Linked DNA regions of Mus musculus: region 1 is linked to region 2. A link is a contact called in public promoter capture Hi-C data. All regions are on one chromosome and are shown on one strand. Each heading gives the region's core, a stretch centred on a gene start, on an enhancer-like site or on the middle of the called end of the contact. The rest is flanking DNA. Distances are from core to core; before and after follow the strand shown. Region 1 holds the start of Slc46a1 (solute carrier family 46, member 1). Region 2 holds the start of Rab11fip4os1 (RAB11 family interacting protein 4 (class II), opposite strand 1).

The links. Promoter capture Hi-C pulls out the DNA fragments that hold promoters and counts their contacts.
Region 1: a promoter capture Hi-C map of pre-B cells shows a contact between it and region 2, with 5 times the contacts expected there. The contact joins the promoter of Slc46a1 here to the promoter of Rab11fip4os1 in region 2.

Annotation. Positions count from the first base shown.
Region 1 is chr11:78,464,296-78,470,409 of GRCm38.p6, reverse strand. Slc46a1 (solute carrier family 46, member 1) reads right to left here and starts at 4,709. Exons shown (of 5, transcript NM_026740.2): 1 at 4,405-4,709; 2 at 3,207-4,059; 3 at 1,702-1,785. The coding sequence starts at 4,632. It also overlaps a transcript of Sarm1 not described here.
Region 2 is chr11:79,620,302-79,626,045 of GRCm38.p6, reverse strand. Rab11fip4os1 (RAB11 family interacting protein 4 (class II), opposite strand 1) reads left to right here and starts at 2,883. Exons shown (of 3, transcript NR_003283.1): 1 at 2,883-3,146. It overlaps Rab11fip4 (RAB11 family interacting protein 4 (class II)), which reads right to left. Exons shown (of 15, transcript NM_175543.3): 3 at 5,491-5,579.

The DNA of each region.
Region 1 (6,114 bases), core at 3,460-5,959, 1.2 Mb after region 2:
CTAGAAGAGGGTATCAGATCCCCCCCAAAATGGAATTACAGATGGTCATGAGTCACCACATGAGTGCTGCTAAGAATCGAGCCCAGGTCCTCTGGAAGAGTAGCTTGTGCTATTAAAGGCTGAGCCATCTCTCTGCAGCCTGGTTGGTTTTGTTTTGAGTAACGGTCTCCCTACGTGGCTCCAATTTGCCCTTGAACTTGCAATCCTCCTGCCTCAGCCTCTTGAGTGCTAAGATTACAAGGATGTGCCACCATGATGAGTTCTTTAAAAAAAGGTTTTATTACACTCATTCATGGGTGTGTGTCACGTGTGTGGTGGTCTGAGGACAACTTTCAGGAGCTGATTCTCTTCTTTCATGTGGTCCCTTGATACGGAACTTAGGTCACCAGGCTGGTGGCAAGTGCTTTTGCCCATTCTATACATGGTGGTGTCTAACGAAAGCTTGCTCGGCATCTCCACTTTGGAAACGTTATTTATTCCTGAGGTCCAACACTCATAGCTGTGTGCTCACTCTGGAGCTTATCTTTCAGGGTCACTGGCCCTCCTGTGAAAGGACGATAGCTATTGCACGGATGGCCAGAAACTGTAATATGGAGAGCACCTGTCTCAGGTGGCTCCCTACAGGGGGCTGGTTAATGAGGGGTGCTGATTCCCCACATAGGGTACAGTGATGTGTGTTGAGTGAAACAAGTCCACTGCCTGCACACGCAGTGGAACTCATCTGTAATCCCAGTTCTTGGGAAGCTGAGGCAAGATTTTGTGTTCAAGACCAGCCTGGGCTACTTAGCAAGACCCTGTTTCAAAATAAACCAAAACAAAGAAAAGTGTATTGAATGAGTGAATAAGGCATTTTAGCAGACACCCAAGCCTGTGCCAGAACTCAGTATTGTGACCCAGCTTTTGCAAAATGAGCAACAACCCGACAGAAACAGAGACTCAATTGTCAGACTGGAAGGGCCTGCCAGTGTCCTGTGGAACAAGAATTTCTTGTCACAGGTGAAGAAACAGGTCCAGAACAGAGCCAGGGGCTGAAACCCAGCTACAAGGCCAAGTGCTCTTAAAAACACAATGAAATGGGAGGTGGGCAGAGGGGTGTGGTGTGGGGGTTGGGGCACTATAGAGCTGGGCCAGTGGTTGCCAGGCTACCAGGAGGTCCACAGTTATGATGCCCTGAACTCACAGAAAAGCTTAGAAGGTGGGGACAGGAGACCCACTAAGCATCACTACCCAATGACTCTGTGCTCCTCAAGACCCTGAAGTCACTCTCCACACCTACATATATGTGAACACATGTGCACACTTGTGCATGCATCCATCCAGGGCCATTATTTACTGAGCAACCTTGAAGAACTCAGTTTAACCCTCTAAGCTTCTGTTTCTTCACCTGTCAACTGGGGACCACAAAACCTAAGGCACATTGTTTCGTTCCCTCTGGGCCTATGTTCTGTGTGTGACCCCAGAGAAGTAGGAAACTCTGGTGTCATCGCACCCATTTTCCAGATGGGAAAGAAGAGGTCTAGAGACAAAAATCCACAGCATCTGTCTCCAGCCAGCTCTGAGCAACAGAAGTGCATCTGCTTTCGTTACTTACTCCTCCAGGTGAGGACAGAAGGCAGGCCATCCTTGACCACAACTGTCCATGTGCCTGTTCAGGTGACACTGGGCACGAGGGACCAGATACAAACTGATCCTGACACTCACCCTGCTCCGACTCGCTCACCAGCTTGGAAAGCTTGGCCCGGATGACAGGCGTCGTGACCAATGACAGGAAGAGCAATCCGTACCCTGCAGAAACATGGGCCACGAAACAGCCATCAAGGAGGGGTGTCCTGACATCAGCAGAGCGCCTACATACAACCCAGGAGGGACAGATGTTGGACCCAGGAGGAAAAGGCAGAAGCTTTCTGCCCAATCTTTTGAATGAGAGCTACACCCCACTTTGCTTTGTCTAAGCCCCACCAACGGCGTTGTCACCTCTAGTGCCTACTTGGCTCTAGAAGGGAGATGGCAGGTCCCAGAAAATGAACCTGCGCTTTGGAGTTGGGTTACCACTGCTTGCTGTGTGTGTGAAACCTTGTCTGAGGTCACACTCTGTCTCCTAGTTTGTAAGTGGAAGACCACAGGCCTGTACTGGAGGGTGATTCTACAGAGTGAGAGGTAGAATACACAGCCTGAAAGACAGGCCCTAAGCCTATGAACTGTCTTCCATGGGAAATGAGTCTTTACAGGTTTAACCAGGAAGGACCTTGATGTAAGCTCTCCGTTTTAACAGGCTGATAAAGACGTGACCAGGAACAGAGGAAGTCTGCCACAGCAGAGGCTCAAGGAGATGAGAAACAGCTTCCCTCCTTGTGCTCCTGCCCTGTGACATTCTGACTTCAGTGACACTGATACTGACCTCTAACACCGAGAGAATAACTCTCTTGTTTAAGCTACCCAGCCTGTGGCAATTTGCTTCAGCCACTTTGGGGAAGGACCAAATGGGCCAAGGAGGGATGCATGTTGAGGGTACAGCATTTGAGTTCCTTTGCCCTGGTGTCTAGCTACCTATAGGCTCGCAATGTTTGTGATTCTGCTGAGACTCTGTGATGCAGCATCTTTCATCTTAGCACTTCTGAGGTTCTGTGGCCTTGGCAAATGGTCCCCGGTCCCTTTGGTGTCACTACCGAGTTAGCTGAGTTAACGCAGTTGCTATCATCAAACAGCTGACTCTGCACACAGTGCAGTTCCGGACTCTAGCAGAATACACATATCTTTTTTAGGGAGTTAACTTTTTCATTCTCTTGCCAGCTTCCTCTCTTCTCAGGAGAGTCAGAAGCGGGGCAGCAACAAGGGGAAGGGGTAGGGAAGGAAGAGGGAGGGAAGCCGGGGCAGCAGGAATTTTAGCTTTTTTAACAAGCCCAAAAGAAGGCAGAACATTCTCATTAACTCGTGGTTCTTATCCGAGAGCCAAAGATCAAGACATTAATGGCATGGACTTTGGGAGGCCAAGGGGTGAAGCAATTAGCTTATGAGCTATAATGTACATTAATTACTTTGGCCACTAAAGCTCTGTATTTTCTGTATATCAGAGATGGTATTTTTCTGTGGTTTCTCGGGTGTCTATCCTCTTAGAACACAGGCAGAGAATATAACTCTGGATCCAAAGCCACAGGCTTGAACCACATTTGGGGGGCAATGAGTGAACGGCCCCATTTTCACTTTACCTGTGAACATGAGGGGTGTAATGGTAGCAAACGCAAAGACCACCATTCCCAGGATGTTGAAAGCCAGGCCAATCTCAGCCACCCAGGTGTCAGCCAGGCAGAATTGCAGAAGCCTTAGGCCCAGCAGGCTGGTGAGGTAGGGTAGGTGCTGGGCTGCTGAGCCATAGCCAATCAGCTTGGAGTCCCAGCAGAGGGGTGCGCTCAGCTCATAGAGTGTCAGGATATCTTGAGCCCCAAAATGCACAGTAACCACCACGAATATGGCCAAAGAGTACAGGGCTAGATGCATCCTGGACTTTTCTGGGGCTGGAACCACATATAGCCGGGCAATGGATCGATGATGGCGGAGCGTGAAAAGCCTGGTGGACTTTGGCTCCTTCACCGTCTCACCAAAACAAAATGCTGCGTATAGAGCCATGACAATCAGCAGGGCCAAAGCCAGCCAGAAGGGGTTGGCATAACCCTGGGCCCGGAGCCAGTGACCCCCGAGAAGGCTTGCCAGGGTCCCGGCCACACCAATGCATGCTTCCAGCAGAGCCATCCGGAAGGTGCGACTGTGGTTAGAGCTAACATCTGCCACAGAGGCAAAGCTAGCAGCAAGGAGGCCGTTGAAGTCTCCCAGAAGGGCACAAAGAGCTCGGCCAAGCACGAAGAACCCGACGTGCAGTTCTAGCTGCACCACAAAGATGGACACCACGGCCTGGAGCAGCAGACCAAGAGAGGCCAGCACCAGCAATGGGCGGCGACCCACGCGGTCACTCCAGGCTCCCAGCAGGGTGGACCAGAAGAGTCCCACCAGGAAGCCTCCCACGTTCATGTAGAGGGTCCAGTGAGATGTCAGGGTCTCCACTTCCTGTAAAGACACAATCACTAGTGCGCAGGACCTCACTTTGGTTAGCTACCATCACCATCCTGGGAGCTATAGCCTTGCTTTAGAGCCCTAAGCCTCTTGGAATGTTCCTTCAACTTGTAAAAACAGGCCCTGGAGAAGCATTCCCTCCGTCGCTACACTAGATAACTTTCCAAGCCAGGCTTTCTCTAGGTACACCTCCAGCACAAGGCAGCCAGCCAGGGCAGGCCCCCTTTGGTCTGACCCGCCCACCACGCCACGTGTGTCCCGTCCCCTCGGGGACCCCGTCTTCCACAGGCCCCGCCCCGTGCCGCGCTCCGTATTCACAGCTGCTCTGGTCCCTGCTACCTTCATGAGGGGATCCGCGCTTTGGTTCCCACAGTTCTCCCGGTGGCGGGTGCCATTGTAGCCGAGCTCCGTGCTGAACCGGTGCCAAAGGTACTGTGTGGTGAGCGGTCCCTGCAGAACCAGGGCAAAGTTGGCCAGGAAGACTAGGGGCTCCACGGGGCCGCGGAAAAGCACGGGAGCGTTGAGGAAACTGTGGGGCGAGCCCACGGAGCTCACGCGCCCCTCCATGCGCAAACACGGAGGGGCTAGCACCTCGGAACCAGCTGCGGGAGGCCTGGACCAGTCTGTGCTGTCTGCGCCTGCGCCGGCTTCGGGTGCTTCTGTTAAAAGTCTAGAGGGGCGGAGCGTGAGACAGTCTCAAAAGCTTTGGTCCGCTGAACTCTGGGCTGGGTGTCGTCCAAACAATCCCTGTGGTGTGTCCTCACTTCAGGCAACGCAAAGATACTACCGTGCTGCAGCCCTCCTTCCTGGGCGTCGGAACACTCAAAAGAATAATCACTATATCAATAACTAACATTTATTGACAACGTAACTTTGTTCTGGGGCCAGGAATTCTGAATATATTATCTCGTGGCAACCTTATAGATTAGTCACTTAATGATCCGAATCCAGAGATGTGGAAGTAAGGTCGAAAGGCACGCAGGATTAGCGCACAAGACTGGATATGCCAGCTGCGTGGCATCTGCCTCTCGGCACATGTGCATCTGTGTAAGAACAGCCAGAGCCTGGTGGGCCACACTGGAGTACTTGTGCTCTGCCACTGATCCGTTGACCTTGCCTTCACTTGGAAGAAAATCTTAGTGAAGGCAGGACCTAGTGGCATGTGCTTTTAATCCCAGCACACCAGAGGTGAGGCCAGTTTGGTCTAAGCAATACTAGGCTAACCAAGGCTTGATGTTCTGTCCAAAACAAACAAACAAACAAACAAACCAAGAAAGAAAGAATGCCGAGCATGGTGATGCATGCCTTTAATCCCAGCAATTGGAAGGCAGAAGCAGGCAGATTTCTGAGTTCGAGGCCAGCCTGGTTTACAAAGTGAGTTCCAGGACAGTCAGGGCTACACAGAGAAACCCTGTCTCGAAGAAACCAAAAGAAAAAAGAAAAGAGAGAGAGAGAGAGAGAGAGAGAGAGAGAGAGAGGAAGTATTGGAAAATGACAATGAGATTTGGTACACTGAAAGTATTATTTTATATACATACTTTCAGACCAGGCTAACCTCAGACTCATAGAGATTCCCCTGCCTCAGGCTTCTGGATGCTGTTGCTATTAGACCTAATCGCTGTTGGCTATCATTAATGACTAATAGGTTGTCCCTTGCCCCTGTTCCTGTCCTAGGAGCCTTTCCTGGAGCTAGTGTCACATCAAGGACTGGGATCTGATTCTGCAGTTCTCTTAGAGGGTGGAGTAGAGACAAGAGGAGCCTGAGACTGGAGGCCCCTGGGTGTGGGCCTGTGCTCTTCAGTGCCCCTGTTGTAGGAACTGAGCTGGAGAACAGACATCTGCACTGTTGCTGAGCAGCTCAGACTTCCTGTCTGTCTGTCTGTCTGTCTGTCTGTCTGGGCTTCTGTTTTATTGCCTGTGAAAAAGGAGTGCCCTTACTTGGTGCCGTGGAGATCTGAACACAACACTGAAGCAAACAGATGAAGCCCCCCACCAGGCACCACAGCTTCTAGATTGGTGGGGAGAGAGAAAGAGCAGGATGTAAATAGT
Region 2 (5,744 bases), core at 1,634-4,133:
GAGACAGCAGCTGTGACAAAGAGAATTATGAAGAGCACAGGAGGGGAGGCTGCAGCGTATAAGGGTACCACGGGTGACTCTTTGACCTGGGCATCTTTAGATGGATGGTAACATTAGATTCTTACACTGGCAGCCACACAGCAGGAGCAGGTGACCTGCTGCCTTCTGGTTTGATGGGTTCCCTATTAATCTTCCCACATAGGTGGATGACCAGGTACCCAGATTCTCATAGTTAGGCTTTGCCTCACTGCTTGACATGGGTGGCCACAGCCCCTAGCCAGCATGCCCTTGCTTTGATGCCCATGGGCCCATTCCTCCACAGCTCTCATTACCATAGGGACTGGGGGGCCACACAAAAGGGAAGCCAGTAGGCAGCCCTTGGAGCAGACTGGGGAGTGGTATTTGGGGGTGGTGGTGGTGGAAGCTTGTCCTGGAGACACCATCCCTGGATATCTTCTGGCATCCTCTCACCAGACCAACATTTCCTGAACTGAGAAATATGGTCAACAGCACATGTAGCAACACACAGTGACACTTTCCCCAACAGGTGTGCCAGGCTCTGGGGACAAGGGTATGCCCCACAGTCAGCATCTAGTGCTGCACAGGAATGGTTAAATAAACATCCAGAGTGGACTTGCCCAGGCCTGTGGTGCCCAGCACCGGCCTCCATGGGACCTGGAAGAGGAACAGATGCAGAAGCCTATGTATCCTACAGCCAACAGGAAAGCACTTTATAGTCTCAAGGTGACTCCCAACAAGCCACAAGCTGCAAGTGACATCCACACCCTGAAGGGTTCACGTCCCTCCACTGAGGGCGCTCAGCTGCAGTCCTGACATCCAGCTGTGTGCCATTCTCTACCTCCTCAATCCCAGGCTCAGATCTGTACTCCCTGGAGACACACTGCAACCCCCCCCCCCCCCACAAGAACCAGAATCTGGCTGGCTTCTTGGTCCCACACTGACCTCTAGGGGACAGCTGGAGCACAGCAAGGTGCTGGGTGCCTGGTCCACAGCATTAGGATCTGCCTCTAGCTGGCTTCCTCGGAATTCTGACTTTGATGAGCTATGGGTTTGCTCCATCTCTTCCAGGAGCTGGGATTCCGGTGAGTTCTAAGGATTCACTCTGCCTGGATGGCTCAGGGACACTCAGGAGCCCACAGGCAGGAATTGGCCCATGTCCACCAAGCTATCTGACTAAGCCAAACCAAGTCACCTGCCATGCCTAGGAATACACAGCCTCAGTGGGTGCTCTGGCCAGAGCTGTGTGGAGGATGGGAAGAGGTTTGTCTTCCTGGAAGAGGCATAACACTCACAGTCACATTCTACAGTCCTACAGGGGAGACGGGAAGAGCCAGGTTGTTGAGATTGCTGGCTCCGTCTTTCTGCCTCTCTGGGACCTCTGGATTTTGGGAAAACAATACAACAAGACCATTGCTTATAAAGAATTCCCTCTTGAGGGTCAGGTCCTCCGAGCCTACTTCCCCTCTTTGCTAAATGCACCATCTTTTCTGGCTGTGGTTGAGACAGTACGGATGCCACGGAAGCTGCTGGAGCCCATGGAACATGTCCCTGCTCCTGGGTACCCCTGGGGTTCTTGGCCTCAGTGCATCTCTGTTCTCCAACTTCTCACTGCAAGCTTCGTTTTGACATGTCTTTGAAACATTGGACCTCAAGGGTGAAGGGGATGCAGAGACTCGGATGATTGTGGATCCCTGATTTGTCCTTGCATTAAATCAGACCTAGCCTGGCTGGGCAAGTCCTGCTTTTTGGCCAAGAAAACTGAGGTTCTGAGATGTTGAGGGGAACTTGCTGAAGTTGTATGGGTAGTCAGTGGCCTTAGTGAGGTGCGGATCCCATTTTTAAATGACGGTACCGCCTACTCATTCTGCACCCTCCACAAAGGCTGGGCCCAAAAAGAGTCCAGGGCCACTTAGTGTCAGCCCCACATTGGGGGTTCTCTGTCCCAGGTCTGGTTCCATTGGTCCTGAATGCATTCATGGACCGGACACAGTAAAACAGTTCTGGAGCCCTCAGCGCTGGCCTTACACACACTTGGAGCCTGGTTATCCAGGTCTACCCCTAACGGTTCTCAAGCTGAGCACAGTCTGGAACCAGACTTGTACCCTGGCCCCACAGCGGCTGGACGTTTAGTCTCTGTCATCTTCAAATTGTTAGACAAAATTTACAGGTTCCCTTTGTGAGGAGCAGGCATCTGCACTAAGCAGACTGGACAGAAAGAGCCTTGCTCATGACAGTGTCTCGTGCCACTAAGACGGAAACTAAACTGCTATGTGGAAATCAGGAGGGTCTTAGCTGGTACGGTAAGGGAGTCTCCTGCTACCTTAACCCTTTCAAAATAGCAGTTTGATGCTGGCCAATCAGCTTTTTGTTCCTGTTATTCAGTTTCTTTATTCCTGTGATAGCAACACTATGTTTTAAGTTTAAATTACTGTGCTTAAGAGAAATATAAAGCAGAAATGCTTCACCAGGGGGTAGTGCATGCCTTTAATCAGGAGGCAGAGGCAGGGGGATCTCTCTCAGTTTGAGGGCGTTCTGGTCTACAGAGGGAGTTCCAGAACAGTCAGGGCTACACAGAGAAACCCTGTCTCTAAAAAACAAAACAAAACAAAACAAAACAAAACAAAACAAAAGCCTGTAACCTGTAAGGTCCACTTGCTCAAGGACAGATAACTTCCTGAAATGCTGTAGTTTATGTACGATAACAAACCACACATTTTCACTTCTGTAAACAAGCTTGGTTGCCCCAACTGCACAGGATATGCACTTGATCATGGGTAGGCGGAGGAGGTACATAGGCAGGAAGTACGTCAGGATATATGCCTGCCCCTGGTTGGACAAAGGCAGGAAGTTTGTAGCCTCGTGAGTTTTGCCTTTATAAACTCCTGACTAATGGAATTCGGGGGCCATTCTCTGAGCTTGAGTCTCAGGAATGGTCTTGGCCAGTATATTTTTTTAATTAATTTATTTATAATATATACAGCATTCTGCCTACATGTATGCCTGCAAGCCAGAAGACTTCAATATAGATAGTTATGAGCCACCATGTGGTTGCTGGGAATTGAAATCAGGACGTCTGGAGAAATAGCCAATGCTCTTAACCTCTGAGTCATCTCTCCAGCTCCCCGGTCAGTATTTAATAAACCCTGTTGTATTAGAATTAAGTCATCGTCAGATGGTGAATCTCTGAATGACCAGATCCGTTACTGTTCCCACCTTACAAAACCCACTGTCCTGTTCCTGCCCTAGATCTTGTGTTAGTCCTGTTGTCAATGAAGGACTCGAGGAAGAGAGGGAGGGAGGGAGGGAGGGAGGGAGGGAGGGAGGACGAACTTATCTTGGCTCATGGTTTCAGAGTCTCACTGGGATCCATTGCTTGGAGACTGAGGTAAGACAGAGTAACACGGCAGTAGGAATGTGTGGTAGAAGCGTCATACCTCATGGTGGGGAAGGGCAGGGTGGTGGTGGTGGTGGTGGTGAACCTGATCTACCGACTTTTCCCTTTCTTGTCCTTTCATTCCGTCTGACAGGATGGCGGGGCCTGTATATTCAGGGCACATCTCCTTTTAGTTAACCCTCTCTGAAAACACCCTCCCCAACCCACCCTGAATGGCCTTTCCTAATCTTCTAAGTCAGTGTTTCTTACCTGTGGGTTCTGACCCTTTTGGGGACACATATCAGATCCTGTATATCAGGCATTTACATGACAATTCATAACAGTAACACAATTACAGCTATAAAGTAGCAATAAAATGACCTCATGGATGTGAGTGTCACCACAACATGAGGAAAGGGTCCTAGTACTAGGAAGGTTGAGAACCATTGTTGCAAGTATGTCTCAATCTGATCAGGCTCAATTATGAGAACCTAGGTAAATAATCTAACACCAGGATATACTCAGCCCGCATAACTGCAATCTTCAACTGAATTGATACACTTCTGTCTCTTGATAGTGCCTTAGCTTTCTCCGACACGGTCTGTTTGGCCACCCTCAGCATTACCAGACACCTCATATAGCTTCCTCCCTGCCGAAGCCCAGTTGGACACCACCACGCAGAATACTATGGCTCTAGCCTTCTTCCATTTCTCAGGGAGGTGGCCTCAGGATGAGGGACTACCCAGAGCCAGAGGGGTTTTGGAGCTGACTTGGGTGAGAAACCAAAAGAGTCCTCATCCAGCCGGAAGGTTCCCTGGAGACTGTGGATAGTGCAACTTAAACTGTCTCTGTGGTACACAGCTGTGCTTGCAAACAGTCCAATGCATTATAAACAGATCATTTGGCGATAACAGCAGAATAAATTAAAACACACACACACACACACACACACACACACACACACACACACACACACACTCTGTGCATTTATGTGGAAGCTAATGTGTATAGAAGCCAGGAAACTAGAGAGGGACAAGAGAGGCCTTAAGGGAAATGGGCAGAGGCAATAACGGAACACGTGTAACTAGGAACCTTTCTGTGAGTATGAGGAGCAGAGGGAGTGGGGAGACTAGAGGTCAACTAAAGCCAAGGATATATGCAAATACAAAATGAAGGTGGTCTCTATGATGGCTGCTCTTGGTTGTCAGCCCGACACACCTGGGAAGAATGGACATCCTCGGCTGAAGATTTGCCTCCATCAGATTGAGCTGTGGGCACGACTGTGAGACAGCTTATTATTTATTGATGGTGGAGGGTCCAGTCCAGGGCAGCTGTCCCCAAGCTAGCTCAACAGAAGCAGAGAGCACACCAGCAAGCAGGGTACCTCCATGGCCTTGGCTTCACTTCCTGCCTCCAGATCCCTGCCTTGAACGACTGCTGGTACTGGGTTGTGGTCTCCCTAACTTGGTTCTGGTCATGGCATTTACCACATCAGCAGGATGCAAAGAGGCACAGAGCTCTGGAGGCCTTGTTATTTCCCTAAAGGAGTGGCTTTTCTGCCTAACCACTGCCTGGTACCCACACCCGAGTTTATGTCACTGAGATGACTTAGGGTGTTTCTAGGTGCCCCATGATGGTGCTGGTCACAGAAATATCACACTTGGGACTCTCAGCCCCTCTAACTCCCCACCTCTAGACGGAAGGAGGGGCTAGAGACTGGGTTATGAAAACTAACTTTAAAATTAAAAAAAATTAATTACATATTTAGTGTGTGTGTGTACACACTAGACTTCCTAAGGGCTTCACTGTACCGATTCCAAAGTGATATTTTTTTCTTTTCTTGATTATTTTGAGACAGTCTTGCTATGTGGCCCAGGCTGGCCTCAAACCTGTGGCAGTCCCCCTGCCTCAGCCTCCTGAGGATTACGATTAGAGGCAGGTGCTACCTTACTCAGCAATCCTGTAGCTGTCTTTTGACTTTGATGCCAGAAGATCATTAGTGGAAAGCCCAGTCCTTCCAGACCTTCCAAAGCTGAGCCCAGGTGCAAATGCAGAGGGTGGCGGAAGGCAGCAGGCGCTGAGGCAGGGGCCCTTACCTGCTCCACACAGTCTGGGATGTCTGGAGAACATGGCAGGGTCCCTGCGCTCTCCACCGACAGCACGTCCTTCAGCAGCTCCTCACACCCTGTGGACAGACAGATAAACGGGCAGTGAGTGGTCTGAGCCTCAGTCCATAAGGCTGTTCTTCTGACTAATGGGCCTTGGAGGGAAGAGCTGGAAGAACGGGTGGCAGGGGAGGAGACAGCCAGCTGCATGGGCCTGGTCCAGGGCCCCACTCAAGGTGTCAGAA